Regions from separate parts of the Gossypium hirsutum genome. Here region 2 is linked to region 1. The links are chromatin contacts, called in public Hi-C maps. All regions are on one chromosome and are shown on one strand. The core of a region is the stretch at or near the end of the contact, and the rest is flanking DNA. Distances in the headings are between cores, read along the strand shown.

Region 1 (4,858 bases), core at 2,144-4,643:
AAATCATAATAGCTAATGTTGGTTGTATCGGATTAGTGATTAAATCCCATTTTCTGGTTTAATTATAATAAAATAACAATTGAGTATTGTTGTTGATGTAGAAAGATGTGGGTTTGAGTGTGCTAAAACGTATTATTCTCCTATTTATGGGTTGGGAGAGGCTATGAGTAGTCCTAGGCATTGTGTCAAAAAGAAAAGATCCTTTAATTATTAACCGAATCGAAATATATTAATGATGTTCATTTGTCTTGAAAGTTAACCGAATTAACCGAAATTTTAAGTCTTAAAACACTACATAATTAAAAACACTATATAATTAAGTTCAGTTAATTATCCGATTTTGAACCGAATTAATCGATAACCGGACTTCCAAAAAATCATTAACCGACCTCCGACAGAATTAGATCAGTTAACCGAATTAGATCAGTTCGGTCGGTTAATTCGTTTTAACTAAAATTTGAACACACTTATGTAAATACCCATTGGTTGCCAATTCTAAAAATGAGTAAATCGGATTTTCTCAACAAAAATTATAAAAAAAGAAAAATCAAAACCATTTTCAAAAAATCAAAATAAAATTTAAAATTTAAAATTTAAAATATTTATAAAAATTCTAAAATTTATATTTTAAAAAATATAAAAATTTAAAAAATTCTAAAGAATATATATAAAAAAATTAAAAAGTTAAAATTTTAAAAATTTTCTAAAATAATAATTTTGAGATCTAAATAAGTTAATTAATTATTCAAGTTACTTAACTTGAATTTCATTTCACTCGACACGATTTGAAAAAAAATTTAAATCAAGTTAATATGATAAGATAAGATTCATTAACTTGAAAAATTTTTTACTTGATTTGATCGAATAATCACCCTTACCGAGACGAATAAAACATTATCTTTAAAGATAATTCCCCCCACAATACAACAATCTCTTGTTATTTAATAAAGAAGGAGAAAAGCTCGTAGGATTTACAAAATTTGGGCCTAGATTGAAATTAGTGTAATGGGCCCAATATTTGTTATAAAATTTGTTACATTGGTTGTTATAGGCCCATTGGGCTCAGAGTTTTATTTAACGTACTGAAACCAAATTAAAAAAGATTTATTTTATTGGTTTTAAGTTTTGGTTGTTATAAAGCTAAAATTTAAATAATACAAATTTAACAGATGAAGAAACAAAAGGAAAGCGAAAGGGGATGAAATTATTATCAAAATAGGTGAGGCAAAAGGTTGGACTGTTGACCAAAAATAGTCAAAGGGGCTGAGCTCACTCACTGTGTTGTACGGAACGTGTCAAGAAGGTAGGCCTTTTACATGGCGACGTGGCATGGTTTGGAACAAATTGATAACCTATGCATATTTTGTCAAAATAATTTTTATTGTATTTTTAAATTTTTTTATCATCAATTTTTGTTTTTCTTAAATTATTTTTTCAATATATTTAATGAAAGTATCGTTAAAAATGTTATCAAAGATGACGTGGAATTTTATATATGGAATATATTTTTAATGAGATGTAATTTATTATTTAAATAACCCTATGAGATAATTACATCTGAAAAATAATAAAATAAATAATACATGAAATTTTTAAAAAATAACTCGAAAATAAACATAATTATCTAAAAAAATTAATTCAATAGAAAAACCTATTAGTAAACAAACTTATGAAAAATTAAAACCTTTTGAAAAGAAAGATTGAAACATTGAATTTATTCATTAAATCTGTTAGAAACAGTAGTTTGAAAAAAAAATCAAAAGTTGATAGCATAAAAAGCTCAAAAATACAATTAATATCATTTTGACAAAACATACAAACGTTAGTGATCAAATTTATAATTAAGTCAATTTAAAATTCCCCTACCTTTTTAATATTGAAATTGGGGCAATAGCTCTTCTATGGCACGCTCCAGGTGCTCGTGGAAAGGTATTATAAAAGTTTTTATAGTAGGAGTTAAATTATATTTTATCTTTTTTTATTGACAAAATAGGTAAAGTGGTTCTTATATGTTAGATTAAAGAGCAAATTAGTCCTTTTGGTTAAAAATTCCATCAATTTCTATATTAAAAATTTATCATTGTATGTCAGAATGAGGTACATATAGTTGTCTGCTTATTTTGTCAACCACATCAATTTTTAACAATGAAAATTTATGAAATTATGAGCTTATCTTTTGATCTAATATACAAAAATAAATTTATTCATTTTTTAAATAATACAATGAAATCTCTATAATATTTTTACCATGCACATCAAGTGTTTGTACTTTTGTTTAGGTGAAATTTCCTTTAGAAATAATAATAAAAAAAGAACCATGGTTGTTGTTGACATAGGTACAATTAAATTAATGGATATTTGCAATGTGAGTGAAAAATTATATAATAGATATATTATTAAAAATTTATTTAAAAAAGTTCAATCAATGTTTCGGTTATACGGATAAAGTTAACTATTTTTTATATATGATGTTACGAGTTTAGATCTCATTCTAATCAATTTTTTATCAATTTATTATATAAAAAACAAAAACATCCTCATTTAAAATATAACTTAATTTATATATGAGAGGATATTTTAATGTTTTCATAATTTAGTTAGTGTCTGATTTATTCGTGATACCAATTTAAAAAAAAGAGAGTATAGATTAATTAAATTTAAATATAGTAAAATATTTTACTTATTTTAAATATTAAAAGTAAATTCTTTAAAAGATTTTAGTTAAAGATAGAAGATATTTAAAAGATTAAAATATGCTAAAAATCCTTATATTTATCATAAAATTTAAATTTAGTCCCTGGAAAGGGTTTTGAGAAAAAAAAAACTATGAAGAGTTCCGTTGAGACAAGCAAAATTTAACCGAGGTGAAGACAAAATTATTAAATGCCAAAAATCCGGCCACAGATTTTTTTTTTTTTTAAATTAAGTGATATTTGCAAAGCAATCTAAATGGGGAGCCCACATATTACACCTGCGAGGGGGGAGCGTGGAACAATGACAACCCGGAAAATCATGCTTTACCTAAATCAATTTTATTATATATATTATAAAAATTTATAAAACAGATTAAAGTCTAAATTGATGTCTAATTTTAAAATAATCCATATTTTATATATGCTTTAACATTTACATTTAGCCGACGATGATATTGTAAAGGTAAGAAAATGTGCGTTTGAGTGCGTTGAAGCATATTATTCTTTTATTTAAGGAATGATATTTGATACATAGGTCATGAAGAAATTGATAAGTATTATAAACGGGTATAATAATTAAAAAATAAATATTTAAAAATAATATTTTTTTTGTTTAAAAAAAATCCGTACTTAAAAAAATAAGCAAAAGAAAAAACAAAATTATATATTTGAAAGAAAAGAAGAACAAAATTATTAAGAAACACTCCCCGCCAACCCCACCATTGTCTCTATCTATTGTCTACTACTACCTGAGGAAATTTCCTTATTTCATTCAAAATATTTTTACTTTCTTTTTTCTGGTTGTTGATTATCAGAGAAGAACAAAAGGAGATTAAGTTTTTTATTTGTTGTACCTGAGAAAAAAAAAATGTTGGGTTCTTCTTCTTCTTCTTCAAAGGGAGGAGGGAACAACAACTGTGACTATTCATTTAAGATATTATTGATTGGTGATTCTGGAGTTGGCAAAAGTAGTTTACTTGTTACTTTCATCTCTAACTTTGTTCATGATCTTTCTCCCACCATAGGTAACTCCTCTACTCTCTCTTTCGACTCCTTTATTTTGTATTTTTGCCATCATTTTGTATTTTGCTTGTTGGTTTTTGCCTTTGGAATTCACACCCAGAATTTGCTTTGAATTTTTCAAAACTTTTTTTGACAATAATTTTAGAAAGGGTTGTTTTTATGTATTGGGTTGGGAAAGGATTGAGGAAAAGGGATTAAAAGGAATACTTTTTTTTGTTTTTCAATTGTTTAGGGAGTTAAGATGAGGGAAAAACAATGAACCAACCAACTTCCTTTCATTTAAGCTAAAATTCTTTCCAAGTAGTTATGTTAATTGTTAAGTTTAGCCTTATATTATTCAGGAAATAGGTTCAATGGTTTAGGTTTCATCATTTTCGAATGGACTAAACAGAAATTTCTTCATTTTTTGGGGGTCAAAGTGCAATTTTACCGTATATTAACTTAAATTTTCATTATCTATAAAAGGACTAAATTGCATGATTTTTGTTTTGGGGAATTCGTCCCTGGCTCTAGCTTAATTAGCAATGATGGAACAGTGAACAGATAATAGCATAGGCAATTGTAAATTTGTAACTGAGTAGATAATTGTAAATTTTAGGCATGGAAATTAATTCAATTATCCTTGGAGCAAATTTTTGCACTTAGGTTTGGACTCTGGGGCCCCTTCTTTGTCGTAGCAGAAAAAAGGTTTGAAAGGAAATGCATGGCTTGGTAGTGGTAAGAGGAAACTAACATGGGAAAAGCAATGCCTTTTCTTTGTATTTTGTGTTCATCATCTTGTCCCATGCATTAGAAATATCTCTGTTTCTATCTTCAGCTTTTATGTCATATTTTTATTGAGTTCTTTTGAATGTTTTCAAGGGGTGGATTTCAAAATCAAGATGGTCACAATTGGTGGGAAAAGATTGAAACTTACAATCTGGGACACAGGTAAAATTGATATGATAAAGCCAACACTTTGCAACTAGTTCTTACTTGGACCTATATTTTTTCTGCTGTTACCCTTGTGTATATTGTTAGTTGCACGGGTGGTTTGCATGCGATAGGCTTGGAGTTGATGCTACTGATTTGTTTTGCTGAACTCCTCTGGAGTCTTCATTGAGAGAAAGAAAGTGGGGTTTGTAATGGTTTCGTCCTTGTTA
Region 2 (5,063 bases), core at 2,372-4,871, 220 kb after region 1:
TTGATGAAAACCTTGCGCTTATATATCTCTGTAGCAAATATAAAAACATCTGAATGCTCCAACTAACAATTATGCACAACTCAACAAATGAAACGATCTTATGCTTTCTAAATTTAAAGAAAAACCCGATTATAATTTTTAAAAAATCCTAAACCTTCAAACTAGAAGAACTAAACAGAGCACTGAGGTTAATACTGGCACAAAGACGCTTTAGCAAAGATGGAAACGAGCAAAAAAGAGACACAAAAGTAGGGCTGAGGCAAGAAAAAAAAACCCCGATTCAAGCCGCAATGCTAGGTTTGGTTTCAGTTTTAATTTTATCAAGTTCAATTCAGATCTGGTTCAGTTTGTACTTGCATATATTCAGTTCAATTTGATTTTCAGTTCACAAGTTAAAAAATCTCAAATCTCAAATCCAAACCAAACCGATTCTATTTTTATTTCATTTATAATTTTTTTATTTTATATTTTAAAAAATCTTTTATATTTAAAAACTAGCGAAAATAACTTAAAATACAAAAAATTAAAAACCACTGAGCCGAACCAAACCAATCTGAATCAATGGAATTCGGTTGACTCGGTTAGCTTTTATATTCGGTTTGGCTTTGGTTCAGTTTTCTAAAACCTAGATATTGCATAATAACAGCAATTTCCCAAAACCAAACCTGAATGCTTTTCAGGTCAATCATACGACAGGGAAATCTCTTTGTTTGTTATAAACATGATTCATCGCAAGGAATTAAGGATATAAGAGAATGAAAAGAAATTGGAATATCCTGTTAAATCTACACAAACAACTAGGTTAGCTGACTCTCTCCAATAGCTCTCTTTGGTTCTTCCAGAAAAAACATTTAAGAAAGATTACTAAGTAAGCAGTTATAAGATATCAATGTAACAGAAAACAGTAGAAAAAACAAGCTTATATTGGCAGTTAGTATTATTACAAATTTAGCAGCCATTGCTTGCAGATCAATTCTTGGAATGAGCTTCACAGTTGCTCGTTTCTTGTCATTGTTTACAAACACAACCTACAGAAAGAAGTTTGACACAAAATAATTAAAAAACTTAAAACAGGAAAACAGACTTGATTTAAACATAGAAAACAAATCTACCTGGGCAAGGTCCCCCTTATACTTCCCATTCTTTATCCGAGCCCACATGCCTTTAGAGACTTCACTACGTTTAGTTCTGACATTGAGTAAATGGTAAACTTCATTGCTTGGAACTGGCGCCACTCTTGAAGAGTAAATGTAAGTCAGACCTTTACATGCCTAAAATAGAACAAAAGGTATGTTAGTACACAGGCATAGAAAAAATGAAGCCATATCATTTTCTGGTGTCCTAAAACAAGATTGACCTCGTTAATATCACATTGTTTGTCAGCTTCAATGTAGAAAAACCCCTTGATGTGATCAACAGAGAATGCTGATATTATCTGTAATTTTGTTCCTAGTGATTTCATGTCAATAAACTTCTGCATGAGACAGAAAGCTGAATGCCTTTCACGTCCAACCTACAAATAACAATTTTTAGGTGAAACCAATAAAAGAGGAATAATAGGCATCAACAAAGACTGCATTCAAATTCCGGCAGGATATGTTAATTCAACAACACATCAATCATACCACACATTTAACTTTCCATATAATAGGATCCTTGGAAGGAGGCATGGTAGAGTTTTTGTCAATTGATCCCTTAGCTTCATAAGAATCTTCATCAAATGTCGTAAACCTAGCACCATCCCTGTACCTCTCCTCCATCATTTTATCAAACTCCTCCTCGATCACCTCTTCCTTGGGAACAAATGGAAGGTTATGGGTTTTCCAAGGATTATTATTTGCATTAAGATCTGGTTCTTCTTCCATAAAATCTGATGTCCAAAATCAGAAAACATGGGGTTATGAAGGTAAAAGGCAACAACATGTCGGGTTGATTATGCAGTAATAACCCAAGAAAGCATTAAGCACAAGGAAACAGAATTATATTATTTAACCAAAATAAAATTAGAGATAAAAGATTTGAAGTACTTCAAGAACTCAACAGTTATTTATAAACTGAGATGAGATCTATTTGTTTCATTGTATATAGCACTTTCTGGTCCTTGATATCAATGACTAGAAAATTTAAGCTTTCTTGTGGTGAGAATCATGTCGATCTTGGAAGGTCCAAAAAGGTAAGGAATGTTCAGAAAGACATCTCAGAAGAACAAGGAAGACTTCCATTACACACATCACACAATCCAAACAAAACATGAAGCAAAAGGAAGTCATGGCCAACCTCAAAACAGCAAAAGACAAAAGTTCTTCAAGGGCCCTCATGCATGGTGTAACAATGTAAATACGCCTCAAACCTCTTGATATATCAAATCAATTCCGAACATGATGCCCAAAATATCCCTCCTTTACCAAACAAGCTATGAAAAATCATCCCAAGGCTTTAAAGATTAGTTGTTTGAAAAATGCTCAACCCAAGAACCGGAAGCATTCACCCAAAGAAGCTTCAGAAAATTAACAAATGCATAAGAAAAATCAAAGCACAGGCAAACTCAACCTCAACCTCAAGAGTCCTAAACACAGCAAAAAAGAAAAACTTCTCCAAGAAAGACCCTCTTGCACCAAGCAATAAAGTCCAATCTAACACCCCTTGAAACCCTTAGAAATAAAAACTTCCTAAGAAGTTGCATTCACATTCACCAATACTACACTAATAAGCTTTTTAAACTCAACCTGACAATCATCTCCATGTTCAGTTAACAAAGTTCTATAAACATATGAGAAATAGAACTTCAAAACTACTTAATATGTACCAGTTTCACAACCAAACACCCTAAAATGATTATTCATGCAGAAGCAAAAAAATTCCCTCAGAATAACTCAAGAATGATTATTCATGCAAAATGTCCCACTTTCACACCCAAACAGCCTAAAATGATAATTCATGCAGCAGCCAATAAAAATTAAGATAAAAAAAATCACTCACAAATACTCAATAATGGCAACAAAATCTCATCAAGATTTCCATTTCTAAAAAAAATCTCTTCCAGAATATTTAACATATTAAAAAGTTGAAACTTCGCTTAAATTTAAAAAAAATGAAAACCCTAAAAACCCTGAAAAGCAGAATGCAGAACAAAATCAAAGAAAAAACCCTAAAAACTCGCAGATATAAGCAACCGTAAAATGCAAGACTCCAAAAGGAAGCAAATTGAAAAAGCAAAAGCCAACAAAAACGAAAAAAAAAGAACAAACGAAAAACGATCAGATCAGCCATACAATCATCAAAATCGCTGTCATCGCTGGCTTCATTGTCATCAACATCAGCAGCGTCTTCAAAGAACTGAAGAACTCCCCGATTCTTACGCTTCCGACGGTTCTCCTCCGCTCCACCACCGCTTCTTCCGGCGCTGACCTTCCGTTTCCCATAAACCACCTCCTTCTCCTTTCCCTTCCCCTTCGACGACATATCCTTTCAGTCCAGTTGCAAAACTTTTACTTTTTTTTCCTTATATTTTTCTACATAAATAAAAAATTTTCAGAGAACATCAGTTTAGCATTTTCTCTAAGGGTTTTTTTCTTTTTTTTCTTTGAAATAGAGTGTGATGAAAGTGTGAGTGATGGAATTTTATGGTAGTGTACTCCAAAGCTGATATATATATGGCATTTTACGATTGCATCCTTCGCGTTCTGCCCTTGTTAAATCATGTAAAAGGACAAAACAGTCTATTTGTTTCCTACTTCTTTATTTTTAGACAGGGTAAAATACAATTTCGTCGTTAATTTATTGATTTTATTCTATTTTAGTCACCCAATAATTAATTATTAATTTAATAATAAATTTAATTTTTTAATATTTATATATTTTATCAATTTAATTTTAAATATAATAAATTTAATTTTTAATATTTAGATAAATTTTAAATTCTAAAAAACTATTATTAAAAATACATAAAATTTTAAAAGATATATAAATACATAAAAATAAAAAATTTATTTTTAAGTTCTTTTGTTTTGCTACGTAAACAATTTTCGTCCTTAAATTTTAAAAAGAGTTGCGGGTAGAGTTGTTCAGAGGTCGAATTATTTATTTAAACTAAAAAATCTGTTTAATATATGAAAAGATTTCAATAAGTAGACAAAATTTGAAAAATAAATTTAAACAAAAATATAAACCCACAGACAATTCTTGAACAAAAATTTTAAAGCAGGAACCTGACCCTACCTGGCTCAGGTGCATATAAAATATATATTATAAATATTATATTTATAAATTTTTAATATATAAAAACCAACCCAACACAAATATTTTAAACTATTAATTGAAGCTTGGAAACAGGTCGTTAGAACTTTGGTTACCTTCCTGCTTTCCCTTTTCTTTTTCTTTCTAAATTCGTTGAGGGGACCATAGCCGGGATTTGGGCAAGTTTTATAAGGGTGAATTTAGATGGACGGTGCGTTTACCTGCGGTTAGTGTAAAAACAATAGTGGTGGTGAGATTAAATACTGTAACGATACTGTAGCGTGAGACAAAAAGTAAGCTAAATGCACCGCACCGCACCACACCCAATCGCCCATCCAAACCCACCTTAAGTGTAGAAGTTGTTCCTATCGAGTTAAATTGAAACATTTCGTATATCAACCTTCTCGACCATGGATTATTTTATCAAGTTATTAGCTTTGGCTAAAAACAACTTAAAAAGTTGATTTAGTTTTAACTCGGTTAGCATCGACATTATTGTTAGTGTAAGAAAACGTAGGTTCGAATACGCCGAAATTTATTATTCTCCTATTTAAAAGTTGGAGAAGAATTATGAGTAGTTCACATAAAAAAATCAAAAACAAATCATGATTCCTTATATAATTGTTAAGTTTTGAAGTGAACCCAACTCAAGTGTTTTACTCACTTTGTTTATTTTTTATGAGTGCAAAACCAAAAAAAAACAGTAATTTATTGTTGGTTAAATATGAATTATCCATATTTAAATGGGGTCGAGCTTGGATAAAATGCAAGACTTAAAAAAAATTATTATTTAGAACCAAACAAATTTATAAAAATAAAAAATATTT

What was found. A called contact is a pair of places that touch in the nucleus more often than the background predicts.
Region 2: a contact with region 1 is called in a Hi-C map of leaf, with 4 times the contacts expected there. The contact joins the promoter of LOC107915791 here to the promoter of LOC107915786 in region 1. A contact is called at or near these places in 13 of 34 Hi-C or Micro-C datasets (callus, cotyledon, hypocotyl and 3 more).

The regions. Positions count from the first base shown.
Region 1 is chrD10:59,951,537-59,956,394 of Gossypium_hirsutum_v2.1, forward strand. It overlaps LOC107915786 (ras-related protein RABC2a), which reads left to right and starts at 3,394. Exons shown (of 7, transcript XM_041103486.1): 1 at 3,394-3,718; 2 at 4,578-4,646. The coding sequence starts at 3,562.
Region 2 is chrD10:60,167,148-60,172,210 of Gossypium_hirsutum_v2.1, forward strand. LOC107915791 (protein RNA-directed DNA methylation 3) reads right to left here and starts at 3,622. Exons shown (of 20, transcript XM_041103490.1): 1 at 3,273-3,622; 2 at 1,626-1,870; 3 at 1,358-1,513; 4 at 1,113-1,271; 5 at 945-1,028. The coding sequence starts at 3,462.